Linked DNA regions of Mus musculus: regions 1, 3, 4, 5, 6 and 7 are each linked to region 2. A link is a contact called in public HiChIP or PLAC-seq data. All regions are on one chromosome and are shown on one strand. The core of a region is the stretch at or near the end of the contact, and the rest is flanking DNA. Distances in the headings are between cores, read along the strand shown.

Region 1 (2,700 bases), core at 42-2,541, 330 kb before region 2:
GCACCCGGGCACCCCTGCTCCGCGGGGAGGTCAGGGTTGCGAACGCGCCCGGAATACCAACGAGGCCGCTGTGCCCGCTGCGGGCCCGTGCGTCCGGGCGCCGCCCCTCCCGGGCGGCCCCCACCCAGACGGGCGCGCTTGGGCTGGGAGGGCGGCGGGAGCTGCGGATTCGCCGCCCCGGCCCCGCGCCTGGCCCCGCAGCTCCGCGTGCGCGCCCCCGCAGGCACGCCGCCCCGGGCGCTCCCCGCTTGCGCGCGCCCGCCCCGCGGCCCCGCCCGTCGCCTTCGCGCGCCCACCCCACTGGGCACCGCACCGCGGAGACCCACCGGTAGAGCCCCGGGGCCAACGCAGCGGGGAGGGCTGAGCAGGAGCGCGTCCCCTGCCCGCGCTGCCCGCGCCACCCGCGCCGCCTTGGCACGGAGGCGGCTGCCCGGGCGCGCTCCGCGGCTGCGCTCCAAGGCTCTGGCTGCCATGATTGCGGGCAGTACCGGGACGCGCGTGCACGCTCGGGGCCGATTGGGACCCTCGGTCTACAGGATCCCCCTCTGCCCGCCCGCAGCCTGGTACGCGCAGAGGACAGCCGCCAGGGTCACGGAGCTCTAGATAGCGTACTGAGACAACGTTGTGGGCCCGATAGTGGCAGTGGCTTCCCGCAGGAAGGGCGCGCGCATGGGCGACCCAGCCAGTCCAACGGAGCAAGGGGCGCGGTGCCCAGCGGGGTACGGCAGGGAGAGCACACAACCTCTCGAATGGGTATGGGAAGTAATGCACAGAACTGAGCATGCAAAGGGGCCGTGCAAGGTGCCTGGGAAGGCATGGGATTCGCGGAGGCATGTTGCCCAGAGCTGGTGCCCACCTCCAGGCTCGCTCCTTTCCCGCTGGAAACAACTTCCTGCTATTAGGACTGGGGCACGGGAGCTGCGAGGGTAGTTCAAGGCCATGGCTTTGCTCTCAGCCCTTCAGCGACACTGCTGGCTCCAGGCCACCCCGGGCCCCTAAAAGGGGGAATGGGACGGCTGGGCTCCAGGACCTGGTTATTGGTTAGAATGCCAAGGAGGCCGCAGCGTCTTTCAGATCGCTTCACTGGCGCGCACAAGCGTTTTCCAAACACAGGCCAGCCTGGGCCTCAGGCTCTCAGAGACACATGTGAACACAGGGTCCCTAGACTTGGATTCCCTCCTCCTGTCCAGACATGCTCTGGATCACAGCCACTTGGACCTGGCTGGTTCTGGAGGTGTATGATAGCCCGTTGACGACCAGGGCCAGAGAGAACAAGGCCTCCAGGGCCCATCCCACAATCTCTGTGCCTGTCTCCCCCCTCCTCCTCCCCACTGGCCTTGGCATTCTAACCAGTGTCCTTTGACGTCATATCTCGCCATTTCTGTCAACCAATTGAAACTTGCTCGTTGTAATAAAAAATATAATTTTTTTATGCCATTGGTAAATTCAAAAGTTCCTCGTGTGTCCCGCTTCCCAGGAAACTTCATTCCACGTTGTATTGGACTGCCACGAGGGAGAACCTGAACATACTAGATAAAGGTAGCCTGGGCTTGCTGGCTCCGTCAGGGCCTTTAACTACTAGAAACCTGTTAAAGTCTAAGTACTGTAGACCACCATGACCCTGGCCTGTACAACAGCCACACCACTTCAGTGCAGGCAACCCCAGAACATACAGTTTAGGGGGAGGGGGAAAAAATCCAGGACACATCCTGCCCTGATCAACTTTCATTTTCTACAACTGCCAGTAGCTGAAGACAGTCACATCTAGTGAGCTTCATTCTTTTCTGTGGAAGAGTGTATTGTGGACCCAGGTCCTAGGGCTAGAGTCTCAGGGGCAGAAGGGCAGGGGCTCTTCAGTGTTATACCAGAGTGGCTCTGCCGAGTCTTCGCCACAGGGCTGGTGAAACCTATCTTTTCTGGCACTGTATGGTCCTTTACAATTCTCCTTACTGTGAGAGTTCCCAGCCTCGATCAGGAAGTGTGGCAAAGGGTGATCCTGTGCTAGGCAGTCTCCTGATACCACACAGATCCCTAGCAAGTCTCTTCTGCTGTAGCCACAGTAGGGGCTGGGGGGTGGGGTGGGGAGGGGGTAACCTCAACCGTGAGGCCAGAAAACACTAAAGAAGTCTTGTGGTCTAGTGAGGCCCTAGAAGAACAGAAGCTCTAGGACTGAGCTTAACTGCAGAGATACTGGTATTCCAAGCACCAGGCCCTTCTAAACGCCAAATCTGGTTTTCCCAAAATAATGAGCAAGCTCAGGAATGACCAAATGGGGATTCTAAACACAAATATATGGTGCTTATTCTCCCACAAAACTGCTCTCAAGTGCAAAGTCTAAAACGGTTGCATACCTTTGAGATATGCTCGTGAGGGGAAAAAAATAAAAGCTGCATCCAGACACTGCACTATAATAATCAATTTCTAATCACCCTTCCTAAACACCATAAATATTATAGGTAATGTGATATATGTTTTGTGATTAAATGACGGATTAAAACATTGAATTTTTTTAAAGGCAACAAATAAAAAGAGATTTATCTTCCTTTATGCCGCTTACAAGTTTTGTCCCCCACTGGTACAAATAGACTTGACAAGTGTATCATTACTGAGCTCCACGACTAAATGCCAGGATATTAGCTTTGTAATTTTCACCTGAAATCATTGTGTAATCACGCGGGGGTGCTAACCTTTTTATTAGCT
Region 2 (2,700 bases), core at 52-2,551:
TACAGAGGATGTCACAATGCTGACTGGTCCAGCCTCAAACTCAAGAGATCCACCTGCCTCTGCTTCCTGAATGCTGGAACTGCAGGGCTGAGCCACGTGACATGTCTGGCGGCTACCTATTTTTAGAAAACGTTCCTGTGACCACTGAGCCTACGTGCTTCCCCCACCCCCACCCCCACCGCGTTCTCTGCCCTTTGTCCACACTCTAGGCCTGCTTGTTATCTCTCTACAGGAGAGACCAAGGGCTCCGGGTCCTCTCCCAAGACTTGGTCCAGGGGAGACCATTACTGTTAAGAGAAAACACCAATGGTGTTTAGTACTAAGTGTCAGGCATGGCCTAAGGATGTAACACGCATCGTCTCATTAAACCCTCACTGTCAACTCAACCAAGGAGGTCCCAGCGAACCTTGTTTCCATTAAACAGACAAGGAAACTGCAGCGCAAACCATACCACAAAAATCCATCAGGAACTGACAGCCTCGCACACTTCTGTTTAAACACGTTTATTTCATCTCAGCACTGAAAACAACGCACCACAGCTCCCATTTTGTAAGGCTAGAAACAGAAGGGTTAGAGGCGATGCTGAGCAGATGTCACGAAGCCAGGCCAGCTCTGCAGGCTCCTGGACAGAACGCCCTCTAACCCAGAGGGAGAAGCGAGCCCGAACACGCCTCCCTTCCCTGGCCACCGCCCTCAGGGCCCCGCCAGAGGAGCCGAACCAACAGCTTCCCCGCCGCCGGCTTGGGGACCAGTGTCGCCATCGTCTGCCCCTCTTAGAGCCTGGCCAAACCCTCGTCCCAGAGCAGGCCTAGGCGAGCGCCACAGAGCCACAACCTGAGCGTGGGCCGAGCTGATGGAGCCCGCCGCCCCGCCTCGCTCGCCGCTGCCCAGCCCAGCCCAGTCAAGCCCAGCCCAGCCCAGAGCCCTCCATGGTTCCTCTTCCTCCTTCCTAGGTGGCAGCCCCCGCGCAGTTACCGGTTACGCTGCTCCTTGAAGAGCGCCGTGAGCGCGCGCAAGGCCTCCAGGTCCTGGATGGGTGCGGGCACCATGATGCCCGACAGCCGGGAGGGTGGCATCCTGGGCGCCGCCATCTTGCCACTCGCTCTGGGGCCGAGCCTGACCAGGCGGAGAGCAGAGCGAAGAGAAGTGGGGGAGACAGACGACAGGCGAGGAGATGGAGACGCGGTCTGCACGGCTCTGGCTTCCGCAGCCCGCGTCACCCAGATCCCGTGGTGCTGCAAGGCAGAGAGCGCGAGACTAGCTGGCTTGCCTCAGGCGAAGAGGACAAGGCGACGCGGCAGGGGGAGGGGGAGGGGGCGGGGCGGAAGTCCCGCCTGAGGGGAGGGGGCGCAGCGGAAGTCCTGCTCCTGCGTAGGGTGGGATGGGGGAGGTCTTCGGTCCCCACGGTGGGGAGACGTGGAGTAAAGACCCCGTCAGAGGACAGAATACTGAGATGAAGGGGTCGGGGTGGGGGGGGGGGGGTGGCCTGTAGAGTGTCCTAGAGAATGAGTGTCTTATCAGGGACAGATGCTTTCCATGAGCAAGGGCCACCATTGGTGGGGGTCCACTCATGCAGAGGTTTCCCTCTGGGGAAGAGATACCAGGCCGAAGCAGCGCCCCCAGAATAATGGATGTTGTCCCTAAGGAGACCTGGAAAGGAGGCCCCTGAGAGGAAGAGCAGGGATACAGGCCAGAGGTGTCACCATGGGAGGGGACCTGCAGAGGAGACTTACCCTCAGGGCATGTGTTGCTAGGCCAACCAGTTCTATTGCAGGAAAACCTGAAATGGAGACTCCAGGGGAGGGAATGCGAGGTTGAGGTGTTCCACTGAGGGAGACCTGAATCGGAGATTCCCACATAGGGAAAAGATGCTGGATACCTCAAGCCATGGAGGAAGACCTTGGATAGAGGCTCCTCATGGGAAGGGGACGCTGATCAAAAATGCCCCCTTGGGAAAGAAGTCTTTCCCAAGACTCCAGGAAGGAGGCTTCCCACAGAGAGAAGGCTGAGAAGAAGTACCTCCCTAAGAGGTGTATTCCTTTCTTGTTGCAATATCAAAATATGTGATAGAAGCAATTTTACAAAGGATAGGTTTCTTTTGGCTCACAGGTTGAGAGTACAGGCCCACGTGGTGGGGACTTGTGACACAGGGCTTTAGGCAGCTTGTCACATTGCATCTATTAAGCCAGAAAACAGACAGCTGGCTTTGACTTTTTTTTTTTTTAATCTAGACCATGGAATGCTATCACCCACACTGGGGGCAGATTTCCACACACTAACCTCATCTAGACAGTTCTTCACAAACATGCCCAGAGGGTTGTCTCTGGTGATTCTAGAACCTTGTCAATTAATACTATAGGGGACCCGGGGAAGAGAGTGGGTGCTTATCAGGAATATCCCCATATTGGGGCTGAAGAGCTTGCTCAGACATTAAGAGTACTCTATCTTCCAGGAGACCTGAGTTTATTTCCCAACATGTGTATGTAGGTATCCTAGATTTTTATTACTGTGAAGAGACACCATGACCAAGGCAACTCTTACAAAGAAATTATTTATTTGGGATTAATTCACACAGTTTCAGAGGTTCAGTCCATTATCAGCATGGCAGGAAGCATGGCAGCCTGCGGGCAGACATGGCGCTGGAAGAGCTGAGAATTCTACATCTTGATCCACAGGCAGCCAGAAGGAAACTCTATTCCA
Region 3 (2,700 bases), core at 148-2,647, 480 kb after region 2:
AAAGGACCACATGGCCAGAAAGATAACCCTGAGTTTTTGCCAAAAGCCAATGACATTTACAGAAATCACAGGAGGGAGTCTCTTGGCCAGCACATGCCCCTCCTGGTCCTCCAAACACCAGTCTTCACCTAGGCTGCTGTCCTCCCCAGCAAAAGACATGAGTGGAGCTTTGAGCATGGCTCCTGTAACAGAGGCTTGCCTAGTATGCTCCAGCCCCTGGATCCTCTGCACCTCTAACTACAAAATGGGGGGGGGGGTTGAAAGAAAAAATGGGGAGTGGGAGACATTGTCTTGACTTGAGTCTAACCCAGAAGTGGGAGGAACCAGTTTAGTCAGCCAGTTAGATCGTTGTCATCTTTGTCGACTGTGACCAATACTGTATATGGCTCTAACAACACTGGTGTTCTGGTGTGTGTGTGTGTGTGTGTGTGTGAGAGAGAGAGAGAGAGAGAGAGAGAGATTTCTCCTGAGGGGTAAAGGAAATATGTAGACTGTTGGCATCCATTGAAGAGACATTTCTGACTGGTGTGCCTGAGTTTTCTTTTCTTTCCTTCCTTCCTCCTTTTCTTGTGACCCACGGAAAGAGTTAGTTATGAGTCTCTATCAATTCACGGTTACTCTGACACAGAGGCCCCCCTTTCCCTGGCCTCTTTGAAACACACTAGTGTGCTAGCGCCCAGCAGGGCACAAAGCCCCGACATTAATTGATGAGGACAGGAAACTCCGCCGCAGTAATCTCTGAGACGTTGACCCCGGCCCCGGGACTGGGAATTCTGAAATGTCATCTCCGCAGCTGTAGTTATGATTGCTTTATGTCACACTGACCTGTCGTGTTTACGATTTTTAACAACTGTCTGGAAAAAAAAAAGTCTAGGGACATCTGTTGAGAGTTTAATTGTGAGTGTAAAAAAAATCATTAAAGGACCAATCAAGAGATCAGTTTTCATACTATTTAAATACCACAGCGGCCATTAGGCGCTGGGACTCCGGCGACAGGACTGATTTAGTTCCCCAGTCTCAGTGCTAGGCGCTGCGGGAGAGGACCGGGTGATTTAAATAAAACCGGAGAGCGAGGCGAGAAGGGGAAGCGGAGGAGGGAGGAGGTGCAAGAAGCAGGAGGGTGGCATCTCAGTTTGCTGCGGGAATTGTCGCTCCGGGAGTGGGACTGTGAAAGCATTCCCTGCTCCCCGTGCTCTCGGCTGCGCACCGAGGAGATCGCTCGGGCGCCCAGATCTCAGAGCCGCGACTTTGCGCTCCGCTCAGCCGCCACTTTTGTTTCCTGAGCCTGGTCGCTGGGCCGAACGCAATGCGCACGCGCGGGCCGGGCGGGGCGGGGCGGGGCGGGCAGCGGGTTCCCGGCACCGCCTCCTGCCGCCCCGGCCCGCTCCATCCGGGCACTGCCGAATTAGCATCGTGCCGAGGCACAACTTTGCCGCGGCCCCAGCGAGATCCAGGCGCGCGCGCCGGAGGAAATATAGTCCCTGCCGGCGGTCAGCTGGCGCGGGCGGCGACAGGGCGCGCGCTGGGGGGCTGCGCGGGGCTCCCGGCGCCTGGGGGCCATGCGCCGGGCGGCGCAGGCAGCCCGGGCACCCGGCGCAACTTAGCGGCAGCCGGAAGAGTTGGGCGCCAGCTCGCCTTTCTTCCCTCTCGTCAGCCTCCTTTCCTATCGGCGCTGCAGGAGGGAACTCGTGTCTCTCTGTGCCCGGGACACCGGATCCGAGCTCTCCCGGTCTGGTTCCCGCCGAGCCGCACAACTTCCTGCGAGCTCCGGCCAAAGTGAGCGCAAAGTGCTGCCCAAGTTGCGGCGATGGAGCTGCAAAGCCGGTCCGAGGCGCTCGCGGTGGAACTCGCGCGCCACCAGGTAGGTAGTCCCGGATACTGGACCGGGGAGCCTTAGTGGCCCGGGGAGTGGAGGCGAGAGGGATCGAAGCTCCGTATCTAACTCTTGGTCTCAGGGGTGCTGGAAGCAGGCCCCTTCCTGGAACATGTCCCGGGGCTGGGATGGAACCCTTAGTTCTCCCTCTCCCCCTCGCTTCCGTGCGATCCAGCACTGTTTGCAGATCCAGGGTTCGTGGGACCCCAGCGTGGCGTCTTCTCTGCCACTGCCCCGTTTGCACAACTCGGGCGACCGGAAAGGGGACCCTCCTAGAGCTGCCCAGGGAACAGGGTGCATGGACCGGCCAGCTCCTAGCCTCCTGCTCCGGGCCCAGCCCGGCACCGACCCTCACTGTTAGCAAAAGTAGTTTGGCGATTGTGACTCCGGCGAGAGGCGGCCGGTGCCCGAGTGATATTGCGGCGTGCGCGTGTGTGTGTTGGGGAGATTAGGACGCGACTTGAATATTTATGAGCTTTGCTCGACACGGACTCGCCGTGTTTACTTGGCTCTTTGTTCGTCCCCCCTCCCCCGGCACACACTCTTACACTCACTCGCACCCGCACCCCGGCCTGCAAACTTGCACGGCTCGGGGCGCGCCGCCGGGTGGCCTCGGCCCCCGCCCCGCCCCGGGAGCTGCCCCAATGAGGCGGCAGCCACAGGTAAGCTGCTTCGCGCGACATTGCACGGTGGCCCGTGTGAGGAAAGCGGTCCCGGAAAGTTGGGGCGCGTTGGGGTCGGCTTGGTCCGCCAGGCAGTGGGTGGTGGGGATGCGGGGCTCGGGGCTCGCCTGCTCGCCCCCCCCCCCGGGGCGGCCAGGCTGAGCC
Region 4 (2,700 bases), core at 159-2,658, 500 kb before region 2:
TGCTTTCTATCTGTGTCTTCAGACTCAGGCACACCTTGGCTCTGCCTCTGATGTATAACGTTTGGCTCGTCAGTTCAGTTCTCTGAGTCTCCTTTATCCAATCTGGTAAGAAAGCGGCTGAGACCCTGGCCCCTCTCCTGTAAGTGCCCAAGTCTTTTTACTATAGAATACTTCACTAGTGTAGCAATGACTGGGAACGGCTGGGAAGCCCCGGTCCAGCTAACATGGTAAAAGCTTCAGAACACCTCATGCCTTTGTGGCAGCTCAACATTTCCAGGCCCCCTTGGGGCATCCATTGCTGTCCACCCTTGAACTGGGAACCTTAGGGACAAGGCAGCTGGGACTGGCAGAGATGCTTCCCATATTGTTGGACCTCTGTGGCAGAGGTCAGCTCTTCTCTGCAGTGGGGTTTACAGACCATTCACCAATCAAAAGCCCCCCTCAGAACCGTTCAAGAAGGGGCCCTGAGTCTCTTGGGCCTGCATACCTGAGTCAAGGTGGCATCGAACAGCTTGCAGGCTTCATTGCTTGTGGTTGAGAGTGGGAGCCCAGCATTCTTCCACGCCTACACAACAGGAAAGGGACACCAGGTTTTCCTCGGCTGAGGCCCCCAAACTCTTGGTTTTACTACTCTGTAAAATACCTTAGAGGGTCCAATGAGGTGAGTTCAAGGGTCAGCCAGAAGGCAGACAGCAAATAGGAGGGTCATTACCAGGAACGGTAGGAAGCCTGGCCCCTGGTGGAGGAGGTCAGAGTTCAAATGTGTAACTTGAAGGATGTCTGGCTTGTCACAGGCCTAGTAAGGGGTGTACTACCTGCCAACGCCTAGCATCTCCTCTCCCATTGCAACCTGCAGTTGCAAAACCTTCAGATTACTAAGGCTGCCTGCCCTCGGTGACCTGACAGCCGTCAGGGTGCACAGTGCCCGGATCACCCTTGGGCGTGGGACATGCCCTTAAGTCCTGGCAAGCAAAAGGCTGCACTTCCCCAAGACTTGGAAATCAGGTGGCTGGGGCAAGCATCTTCCTGGTCTAAAAAATGGGTTCAAAACCCGGGCCCCCCAAATGGGTGGCTTCAATGAACCGTTTCCTGCATTCAAACCCAGTTCACAAGCTTCCACCGGTGCACTTGACTGGGAACCACTTTGGAGTCCACCCTGGGCTGCCTATGCACAGCGAGCTCAGGTCCAGGTTCCCTGCCTGACTCCGGGTGACCTATAGGTTTGATCTCAACAGCTCGGCGCTGGGTCAACTCCCGGACCGAGGAGGACCCAGCCGAACCGGTGCGCGTACCTGGCAGTCTCGCAGTGACATGATTATAGCTTTGGTCTGCAGAGTGACAGCACCGGTCAAAGCTTTTGGAGTCTCTGAGAGGGTCTGGGGAAGTGAGGGTGTTATTGATTGCGGAAGGGGGCGGAGCGGGGCGAAGCGAGGGCGGCCGCGCTATCCGGATCTCTCATTGGTGGCTTGGGACGCACATGCGCAGCTCATCTCAGGGTCAGATCTCTCCGACCCACAGGTTCCCTGGTGGATGTGGGAGGTGTGGGTGTAGGTGTGGGTGTGGGAGGAAGGGGAGGAGGAATGGGTGGGGGTAAAGAGAATGGGAGGGTATAACCGGTCGCATTTCCCAGGTGAGGTGCTCAAAACTAGCCTGGCAGCTGCAGCCTCTACTCCTGAACCCCACGTGGGTAGAGGTGCCCAGCTTAGGTTTAAATTCCAGGATCTTTCTTGCTCATCTGATGGCATGGGTGCTTGCTGTCCAGCCTCTCCCAGTCTCCTTCACTGGGCCAGAGGGAGGCATGGGAGTTCTGGGCCAATCTTGGAGCCTCGTGCATCTAGTCAAGAGCTGTACCCCATCCCCCGTCCCCCATCCCCGTTTTGAATTAGGATCCCACTTAATTGCTCAGGCCAATCTTAGATCAGCTTTGTGGCCGAAGCAGGTCTTGAACTTTCAATCTGCTTGCCTCGAGCTGTCAGCATTACAGACCTGTCCCTCCCACCAGGCCTGGCTGTCACTGGAAAGTTCTAGGAAGCTTTCCTCCACTTGCCCAGCCTCAGGCACTCGCTGCTCAATTTTTGGCTAAGCCATTGACAAGCTTCACTCAAAACTCTCTGCTGCCCTGGGACAGTCTCCCTCTCCCCTTCCTCTCTGTAGGAGCTTCCAGACATTTTGTGGGAGTCAGCTGGGCAGTGAGGGTGGAGAGGCTGGAAAATTCATAATGCTATCGCTAAGTGAAAGAAATCAGACACAAGCCGGGCAGTGGTGGCGCACGCCTTTAATCCTAGCACTGGGAGGTAGAGGCAGGTGGATTTCTGAGTCCAGCCTGGTCTAAGAGTGAGTTCCAAGACAGCCAGAGCTACACAGAGAAACCCTGTCTCAAAAAAAGAAAAAAAAAAAAAAAGAAAAGAAATCGGACACAAAAGAATACACACACATCCTCCTCCTCCTCTTCATCATCACCACCACCACCATCATCACCATCATCAGGTATATGTTAAACATCCAGAATACCAGAACCATAGAGACAGAAGGCAGGCGGCTGGAGGCCAGGGTTGGAGAGGATGAGTGGTAACAGTCAGTGCTAGTAGGATTGTCTTTTGGGGTAACAAGATATTTGACTGTAAAATGAGTTTGGCTGGGCATGGTGGTGCATGCCTTTAATCCTAGCACTTGGGAGACAGAGGCAGGTGGATTTCTGAG
Region 5 (2,700 bases), core at 55-2,554, 350 kb after region 2:
CACCTTGTGGTCCCACCCCACCTTCCTTAGAGACAATCTTCCTCAGCAGGCCTCTCTCCAGTCTCCATCACACAGCCTGCATTTATTGGGCGCTGGGAATACAGTTGTCAGAAGCCAGGCCTGAGGAATACACAGTGTCTTAGTTAGAGCTGCCATGGTGCAATGTCACAGACGGGAGGCTTAAACCATTCTGAGGACTGGGAAGCCCAAGGGAAAGGGGCTGGTTTTCTGAGACGCCTCCTACAGCTATGCAGTGTGATGTCAGGGGAGTGGTAAGGATGCTGTGCCTAGGAATAATAGAACAGGAGGCAGGCAAGATATAGTTTGTTTGTTTTTGAGGAAATGTATTGGAGGACACTGGGATCCAAAGGAGACAGGAGACTAGGAGAAGGGTATCCCAGACAGGGTGAAGAAGAGTCGGGGCAGACAGAACTTTATGCTTAGCATGATTGTGAGAATTTGACACTGGAAATGTAACTGGCTGAGACCAGCAGTGCATGGTCACCTACCCTGGTCCTGGGAAAGGACCACCGAGTGAGTTCAGAACGTGGCTTCTGGCGGCTGCTCCCTGCATCTTCCTCTTTTAGCACAGGGATGGATGCCCAGCTGGACCTTGGCCTTTAATTAGGATCACATGCAAGCTGATCTGATCCACCTCTGGCCTCTAGTCAGCACAGGAGCTAAGACAGGAAGCAACTCTCTGACCCCTTTTCCTAAGTGTTCAGCAGAGGAAACTGAGGCGTCCCAGGAGACCTCCGAAAGGAGGTGGTAACTTCTTGTTGAGTTTTGTGAAGCAAGTTTTTAGCAGAACCTACTTGGAAGGTTCAGACAGAAATAAGCAGAGCTGGTGTGCTGGAGGCTTCAGGGAATGCACAGGGCGGTGACAAAGCGCAAAATCAGTGAGGCGCAGAGGGGGCGGCTCAGAGGCGTGACTCTACTGGAGGGGGGGCGGGGGGCGGGAGAAAGTGGACTCAGGGTTGGGGAACACGGGCAGCAGGGAAGGTCAGCAGGCCAAGGAAGGTGTGGGAATGAGATGACGAGAACGTCACGCGACAGGTTGGAGCGAGGACGCGATGGGCTTTTGAAGTTGGCAGCAGCTGGTCGCAAGGAAGTAGGCGGGGCCAGGACCAGGGACGACTCACCGCCTTGCCCAGAGATCTGGGCGGAGTTTTAGGAGTATGAGGCAGGGCCTTTGCGTGTCGGGGGCGGGGAAAGGGCGGGTTTGGGGGCGGGCCCGCGTCGGGGGTGGGGCCTGGGCGGTGTCGAGCGCGCGCGGGCGGGCGGTGGCGGAGCTGAGGATCGCAGTGCTCCGCTGTGCTCCGAGGTCGGCGGTGGCGACGGCGGCGGCGGCGACGCACACAAAAGCGGATTGTGGCTTCACTGGTGCTCGCGGCGGGCGGCAGCGGGGCACGGGCGGCGGGGCGTGTCGGTGGCCCCCGCGGGCGCGGCGCGGGCGATGAGCCGGGGCCCGGCATGGCCTCCGCGCGGCCGCCGGGCAGGGCCTGTGCCTCGGCGTCCGCGCCCGCGGGGCTCCGGGCTGGGCCGGCCGCCTCCCGGGAGTCCGTGGACAGCAGCGAAGCGGAGGAGCGCTCGTTGCAGCACATGCTGCGCGCCATAGCCGAGGAGCGCGGACGCCTTAGCCTGCGCCGTGAGGTCTGCGGCCTGGGTGAGTGACGGGGACGGGCGCGCGCGTGAGTGTCCGCGCGAGTCCACCTCCGCTAGTCCCCCTGTGCTCCTTGCCCTCCGTGCATCCCCACCGCCCTGGGCTCTGTCTTTCGGGACCCCAAGTCTCAGTGTCTTTTTGGTACCACAGAACCCCGATCCTTGTGTCTCCGCGTCCCTATCTTCCTCTGACCGCCAGGATATCTGTCCCAGCTCCTTCTTCCTCTTCGTGGTTCCTTAACTCTTCTTCCTTCTCCTGGAAGATCTGGGGGCCCCACTGCTGCTGCAGGGAGTGTGGGCGTGAGATTTTGGGAGGCCCTTGAGTTCAGAGTTCAAGGCAGTGTGCCCTGACCACATTCCCCAGCCCACATGGAAGACCGCGGCTCTTGATTGCTGTAGCCTTTGTCTTTCTGCACCTAAAGGTCCTCTTGTCCATTAGCTCTACAAGGGACCTGTTGGGCCTCTGCCCCTTGACCCACCTACTTAGCACTGGAATCAGGGATTTGCTACAGCCTCTCCGGGTGTGATTCTGGTCTAAGGAGTCATTCAGCTGCTGGGTGGGGTGGGGGTGTCTCATTGTTTGAAAGGGCCTGGGAGGTGTGGGTGGGGTCGTCTTGGATGTGAGGTAATGCATAACTGATACATTTGCCCAGAACCATGTGGCAGAAACCCCCTCCCCTATAATCTTGGGCTTGTCATTTTCTCTAAAAAAAAAAAAAAAGACCCCTCCCTTCTTCATGTAAGGAATGACTTCATTCTATGTTGTGTCCCCTCACCCCCACCTCCCTGTCAGGGCTTGAGTTCTCTTTGAGGGAAGTAACAGCCTTCTAGATCCTGTCAGTGCTCCAAAGTGGAAGTGTACCCTGGTACCCTGGTAGGACCACAGTAGCAGAGGGAGAGGGTAACACCTGGAACTCAGGGTCCCTTGGTAGGCCACGCCCGGGAGGCTCTGTGAAAAGCAGAAGTGAATTTCAATTCTTTTTTTTTTTTTTTTTTTGAAGGAGACTTTTTTAGCACCTGGCCTTCTTAGGCAGCAGG
Region 6 (2,700 bases), core at 145-2,644, 480 kb before region 2:
GAAGAGAGAAAGGAAGGAAGAAAGAGAGAAAGAGAGAGAGAAAGAAAGAAAGAAAGAAAGAAAGAAAGAAAGAAGAAAAGAAAAGAAAGCCCACACCGTTAAAGGCAGGCTATGTCCCTATGAGTTGCTAGCTAAGAAAACCCTTTAAGTCCCAGAAACTAGAAAGGCAATTTCCACTATTGTTGTCTGCATGCCAAAATTAAATGAAAATACTTATATATTGCAGGATATGGAGAAGTCAGGCTAAAACTGCTGAGGGAGTCCAGGCTGCTGAGGGAGAATTATTGCCAAGGATCCTACTTAGTTATGGATTCTATTATGTCACTGTGCCAGGCAAAGTATGTCTCCTGGTGCAATAGTGGTAAGCCAGTACTGATGTTGACAACACTTTCTGGTTGGATTTGAGGCTTCACAGGAGGGAACCTATGTTTGGCCTTATAAACCTGTGCAAAAACTTGTGGCTGGTGGTCATAGGCTCCAGTGGGGACAGTACTGTAATTGTTTTGTTAAATGAACAGACATTCCTTCTAAATACTTGTATTTCTTACCCATAGATTACTGCTGCTATCTGCCTCAGGTGTGGAGGAAATTTCATCTTGACAAACTGTGGTAGTTACTGAGGAGACTCAAAACCAGTTAAATAACTGTGAACCAATGCCTACCCCCATGGCATAGTGGTCCAATGCCCAGCCAGAATGTAAGAAAAGAATTAGATTTCTATGTAACTCCTTCCAAGGTTCAGGGAACATTAGCCAGGAGGGGTAAATAAGAGTCACAAGAAGAAGTTAAGTGTTATATAGGCTTTTCTTGTAGATGGAAACATTCCCTCCTGGAGGCAGATCAGGACGTACAAGAATCAGAAAGCTCACTAAACTTAACTAAGTTAAGAATATCCATAAAGCCCCTTTCCCAAAACCGTGAGCAACTGCTGCAGGAGATAGGTGGAACTACTTCCAAATCGTGCAAAGTCCCAGAGACAGCTCGTAGGCCATCACTCCCACTGGGTAGACTTTTCAACGTTGCAGTTGCCTGAGTCCCTTCTCCCAGAAAATAACCCCAGTACATTCATTGGTGCACCAGGCAAGATTTAGGTAGAATATGTTTTTTTTTTCTGAAGCCCAGAGAGCTCTCCAGCCGCGACCCACAATCACTATAAGCTAGCAGCGGAAACGGAAGCGACAGTAAAGCTCTACCCCGGCAAGGACGCTCTTTTGGCTTTTCTTGCTTAAGGAGGCTGGGACAGAGTGGAGTTGCTTAGGCGCCATGAGGCAAACCGGGGGAAACCGGTAGTGTGGCGGAGCTTCAGCGGGTGATGAGATTGGGCTGCACAAATGCCATGGATCGAGGGCGGAGCCTCAGAGGAGCTAGGGCGGAGCCGCGCAGGCGCAGTGAGGCGGAACTAGTACTGTGGGCGGGCCACGCAGGCGCTCTGGGGGTCCCGGAGGGGAGGTGGTGAGTTTGCGGGGCAGTGTGCTGCAGGAACGCGCGTGGCTAGCTGGAAATGTCCCCTCTGTGTTCCGGCTCGCTGGATCTGTCCTCGGTGCCTCTGGAAGCCGAGGGGTGGGGGTGGGGGAGGCGTTAGACACCCAGCACGGGGAGGGCTGTGCGCGGGTGGCTCGGACCGTGGTGTATATGGTCGCCAGGCGGAGCCCTGTTGACCTGGGGAGACTCAGAGCGGGAGGAGGAGGCTCTGGCGGAGTCCCACTATCCTGGGACTGTCTCCTGACTGTCACCTGCTGCAAGGGCAGCGCGCCCAGCAGCCTCGGCGAGGGCCTGTGACGTGCGAATTAAGATACCACTAGCTAGGTTCGCGCACACCCAAAATAGAATTTCCGTTTTAGACGTCAGTCGGGACATCTGTCAGTTTCCAAGGCGCACATATGCTCCTTTCTGGCTCCAAAGCTCGGTTCTGTAGGACGCAAAGGGTTAGAGGCGGGCGCGCAGCTGGGGCTGGAGCTGGGGATGGGAACTTTGAAAGGCTAGTAGGAATTCCGATACAGCTCGATACAAATCCAAGAATCGCGTTTTCTCGAACTCATCAGACAGCTGCTGTTGCCATCAGACCACTGACCCAGCAATTTACGGAGAGGCGGGGCCTCCAAGGCCTTGAATATAGAAGTGCCATCAAACAGTTAAGAATGCAGCCTTATCAAGTGGACTAGGATACACCTCCCCACCCCAACCTCCTGGTGAGCCAATAGAAACACCCACCGTGGGCTTTTTTCCAGCATGCCCTGGGTGCTGATGGGTAAGACGAAGGACAGAACTGAAGTCTTTATAACTTTCCTGTAAACTGACCTGGGAAAGGCTGTGATTGCTGTATAAATTCATCTGCCTGGATCTTTCAAGGGGACCAAAGTTTCAGACTAACTTTGGTAGGGCAGGAAAGTATGCTCTATGGCAAGAGCAGATTCTTGCGTCCAGTGAAGGGAGGCGGCAGGAGGCACGTGAATCTGTCCTTAAATAGTATCAGAGAGGCCAGTACACCTAAGCACAAGTAAATGCGTAGCCAGTGTAGCAGAAGAACAGGAAAGGCAAACCCACTTCACTTACTGGGTTGATTCAGCACCAAGCAGCACAAGCCAAGCATACGTGTCCACAATGCTGCCTTTACCTTTACCACCTTACCAACAAACCCCAGTTTATAACTCAGATTGAGACCACAAGGAAGAGCAAAGAAACAGCTTTGCTGCCAAGGAC
Region 7 (2,700 bases), core at 142-2,641, 400 kb before region 2:
GAGCCAGTTTATAAGCCAGTCAAGTAACACCATTTCTAACGCAATACCACCTTTTTAAACTACGCCGACGCAGCCTGCCATAAAGAAATGCGGTTCCCATGAAGCAAACGCACTTTCCCAGAACTGAAACATGGACTACCCATTTACCTGGCTTCCTGAGCCCTGAAAAGACATTTACTATTCCACCACAAAATAACCACTATCCAAGCCCTGTTGCTAGTCTGAAGTGCAACCAAAGACAGCGTTTACAATATTCCAGTCTGGAAGCCGTCCATTAATCCTCTTTACCTGTGATGACAACGTCTTGTTCCCGAACTTGACCAGCCACAAACGTCAGTTCACAGGGAAGGCAGGGCCTTGAACTTCAACTTGGCTGTAGAACGTTAAAGAAGGAACCGGTTACAATATGTTCTCTGGATCTCCCCCAACTCTCCACCACCTTGGGAAAGTCACTGTGACCCTGTTGCCTGCAACCACTACAGTGTCCCAGGGTCGCCCAAGAAAGTTCCGTGCTCCTCCCCCAAGGAGCCTTTCTGCTTTCCTTAGAGGAAGGGAGTAGGTTGGGGTTGGGGGCCCGTGAGCACCCCAGTGGCAGAGTGCCCCCAAAGACATTATATACCACCGTAGATTTTCTTTAGTATCTGAACATTCTCTCCTTTAAATTAAAAAAAAAAAAGTTTGGGAAAAGGAGAGGTGCAGTTATTTCAGGCTAGTTGGAGTGGATATTGGGGCAGAGTCACCCTCCGGACTAGCACACGGGCACTCCCGGCTCCCTTTACCCATATCAGGCCAGCCGCGCAGCCACTGCACAGAGGAGACTAAAGCTGGCCCCACACAGGACCCGCTGTGGCACTGGCCTCTGGAGGGCAGAGACATAGGGTAACTTTGGCATCGTCTCTACCCTACTGTTGGGGCCAACATCGCCCCACTACGATCAGGAGCAATGAGGAAACTAGTGTTCAAAGAGGGTCCGCTGCTGTTGACTCAAACCCACCGGCAGCGTTTCTCAGGTCCCCAGCAAAGCCTAGGCTGTGACCCCAGAATCAGTCTGTCAGGGAGCCTCCAGTTACCTCTCCTCTAAGTTCCCCGAGGGTCTCAGGAAACGCCTCCCGGTGAGATACGCCCAAATGCACCACGCCGTGAGAAGGGAGCGCCCCGATGTCCCCGCCCGTGTGCCCTCCCCTCCAGGGGACAACCAGAGGACCCAGCGTCGCTCCAGTTCCAGGACTCCACGAACCCTCCAGCCCCCAAAACAGCTGCGAACACCAATGTTCGGAGCCGGCGCACGGCGCTCCAGGGGACTCGAAGTGGCGGACAGTTCCGCGGGCCCTGAAAACTCGCACGCGTGTGCCCTTCCTAGCGTGTGCCCTCTCCAGTGGCTGTGGGTCTCCAGACCCGCGCCCCTAGTCCGCGCGCATGCGCCACCGAGCCCCTCCCCTCCCTGTCCACCCACCTCACTGTCCCGGGACAGGGGACGCCTGGCTCCCCGCCCTCGCGCGTGCCCTCCAGCCCCTGGGCACCTGAGGCTGCACTCCGCCTGCGGGTCCGCAGGGCCAAGCGCGCCCAGGAGGAGGCGCCAGGAGGGGCGTAAGCGGCTGCCTCCGCCCCCGTCACCCCTGTCGTGGGACCGTAGCGTCCGGGGCCCCGGCCCGGCACCGCCTACGCGCGCCCGTGCCAGCCGCGCCCCCACGACACGCGCCGCCCCTCGGACGTCCCCTGCGGGGTCCCGCGGCGAGGTGACCGCCCCGGAAACTCCGCCCCCTAGGCCCGGGCCCCGGCTCAGGGCGAGACACACCCCCTGGACGGCAGTGTCTGATTGGCTGCTGCGGGGGAGGGCGGGGCCTAAGAGGCCCGGGGCAGCTCTCCTCGATGCCCATTTAGTGCCTCGGGGCCCGGGCATCCGTTGGTAAACTGAGGCGGGTTAGGTGAAGGGACTGCCCAAGGTCACCCGACGGGGGAGAACAGTCGGTGGGAAGGGTGCGCCTTGGCGCGCACTCCCTCCTGCTCCCAGCCCCGCGCACCGGCCAGGACTGAAGTTCAAGGCTGCGGGTCTGGGTTGAGCTTTCCTCCGGGTGCCCTCGTTGAGCTGGTCTAGATCGCACAGCTTGTTCCCCGAGTCCCGGGAGTTCGTGGGGAGGTGGACGGACAGGCGGAATCTGATCTTTAGAGTCCCAGGATGAGAAATGGGGAGAAAGGAAGAGCGAGCTGGGGCACGCGGCAACAGGTGGCCAAGGTGCCAGGGTGGGTGTGGCGGGCGGGGAAGGCAGAGGCTGAAGGGCATCGAGGACGGTCGCAGGGAGGCGCGGCCGCTCTGACCCACCCTCCGCCTCTGCCCCGCCCCGGGCTGTGGCCCCTCTGCATACGCTTCAGGGGTTGAGGGGCTGACTGTGTCCAGCTCAGGCACTGGGGCTCTGCCAACTGACAGCGCAGGCGGGAGGCTGCAACTGGGAGCAGGCTGCGACCCAGAGCAGCCGCTTTGCTTGTGTCGTCCTTGGATCTTCAGTCACGGAATGCACATGCCCCCCGAGGTGCCAACGCCCCAGGACGCCGCTCCTTTGGGAACGAAATGTGTGCTATGCCAGCCCTCCTGTCTGTCCTCACGCTGGGCCTGCCACTATGCTATTTGTGGCGATGAGCGCCCAGGAGAGCCTACTAGGGAAAGGAAACTTTCAGCGCACATCTCCTTACCCTGGGAACTGG

The links. HiChIP or PLAC-seq counts read pairs in DNA pulled down with a chosen protein or histone mark.
Region 1: a contact with region 2 is called in an HNF4G HiChIP or PLAC-seq map of pancreatic cancer cells. The contact joins the enhancer-like site here to the promoter of Atxn10 in region 2. A contact is called at or near these places in 2 of 39 promoter capture datasets (liver and second pharyngeal arch cranial neural crest), 1 of 15 datasets of contacts at CTCF or cohesin (the NIH/3T3 cell line), 1 of 484 Hi-C or Micro-C datasets (cortical neurons) and 3 of 115 datasets of contacts at active chromatin or transcription factors (embryonic stem cells, large pre-B cells and pancreatic cancer cells).
Region 3: a contact with region 2 is called in an HNF4G HiChIP or PLAC-seq map of pancreatic cancer cells. The contact joins the promoter of Phf21b here to the promoter of Atxn10 in region 2. A contact is called at or near these places in 2 of 484 Hi-C or Micro-C datasets (both in embryonic stem cells) and 2 of 115 datasets of contacts at active chromatin or transcription factors (embryonic stem cells and pancreatic cancer cells).
Region 4: an H3K27ac HiChIP or PLAC-seq map of VIP interneurons shows a contact between it and region 2, with 7 times the contacts expected there. The contact joins the promoter of Ttc38 here to the promoter of Atxn10 in region 2. A contact is called at or near these places in 3 of 39 promoter capture datasets (the HPC-7 cell line, cranial neural crest and pre-B cells) and 2 of 115 datasets of contacts at active chromatin or transcription factors (VIP interneurons and pancreatic cancer cells).
Region 5: an HNF4G HiChIP or PLAC-seq map of pancreatic cancer cells shows a contact between it and region 2. The contact joins the promoter of 5031439G07Rik here to the promoter of Atxn10 in region 2. A contact is called at or near these places in 1 of 484 Hi-C or Micro-C datasets (CD4 T cells) and 2 of 115 datasets of contacts at active chromatin or transcription factors (microglia and pancreatic cancer cells).
Region 6: a contact with region 2 is called in an H3K27ac HiChIP or PLAC-seq map of embryonic stem cells, with 5 read pairs. The contact joins the promoter of Cdpf1 here to the promoter of Atxn10 in region 2. A contact is called at or near these places in 2 of 39 promoter capture datasets (the HPC-7 cell line and pre-B cells), 1 of 484 Hi-C or Micro-C datasets (CD4 T cells), 5 of 115 datasets of contacts at active chromatin or transcription factors (the SCID.adh cell line, astrocytes, embryonic stem cells and 1 more) and 1 of 9 other capture datasets (adipose tissue).
Region 7: an HNF4G HiChIP or PLAC-seq map of pancreatic cancer cells shows a contact between it and region 2. The contact joins the promoter of Ppara here to the promoter of Atxn10 in region 2. A contact is called at or near these places in 2 of 115 datasets of contacts at active chromatin or transcription factors (embryonic limb bud and pancreatic cancer cells) and 1 of 9 other capture datasets (adipose tissue).

Annotation. Positions count from the first base shown.
Region 1 is chr15:85,668,357-85,671,056 of GRCm38.p6, reverse strand. No RefSeq gene overlaps it. Among named protein-coding and RNA genes, the nearest start is that of Lncppara, 34 kb to the left of the region's middle. Within about 2 kb of position 1,291, at least 243 of the 459 cell types and tissues checked have an H3K27ac peak or open chromatin away from gene starts, as enhancers often do. A contact at or near this core is called in the NIH/3T3 cell line, cortical neurons, liver and 1 more, where this site is marked.
Region 2 is chr15:85,334,856-85,337,555 of GRCm38.p6, reverse strand. Atxn10 (ataxin 10) reads right to left here and starts at 1,301. Exons shown (of 12, transcript NM_016843.4): 1 at 976-1,301. The coding sequence starts at 1,091.
Region 3 is chr15:84,854,826-84,857,525 of GRCm38.p6, reverse strand. It overlaps Phf21b (PHD finger protein 21B), which reads left to right and starts at 1,397. Exons shown (of 13, transcript NM_001081166.2): 1 at 1,397-1,861. The coding sequence starts at 1,808.
Region 4 is chr15:85,831,012-85,833,711 of GRCm38.p6, reverse strand. Ttc38 (tetratricopeptide repeat domain 38) reads right to left here and starts at 1,408. Exons shown (of 14, transcript NM_001033337.4): 1 at 1,293-1,408; 2 at 488-565. The coding sequence starts at 1,313.
Region 5 is chr15:84,986,575-84,989,274 of GRCm38.p6, reverse strand. It overlaps 5031439G07Rik (RIKEN cDNA 5031439G07 gene), which reads left to right and starts at 1,304. Exons shown (of 10, transcript NM_001033273.3): 1 at 1,304-1,666. The coding sequence starts at 1,603. It overlaps Gm39558 (a long non-coding RNA gene), which reads right to left and starts at 1,240. Exons shown (of 4, transcript XR_875533.1): 1 at 1,143-1,240; 2 at 1-120.
Region 6 is chr15:85,810,391-85,813,090 of GRCm38.p6, reverse strand. Cdpf1 (cysteine rich, DPF motif domain containing 1) reads left to right here and starts at 1,394. Exons shown (of 5, transcript NM_197998.2): 1 at 1,394-1,452; 2 at 2,043-2,189.
Region 7 is chr15:85,734,467-85,737,166 of GRCm38.p6, reverse strand. Ppara (peroxisome proliferator activated receptor alpha) reads right to left here and starts at 1,391. Exons shown (of 8, transcript NM_011144.6): 1 at 1,071-1,391; 2 at 289-373.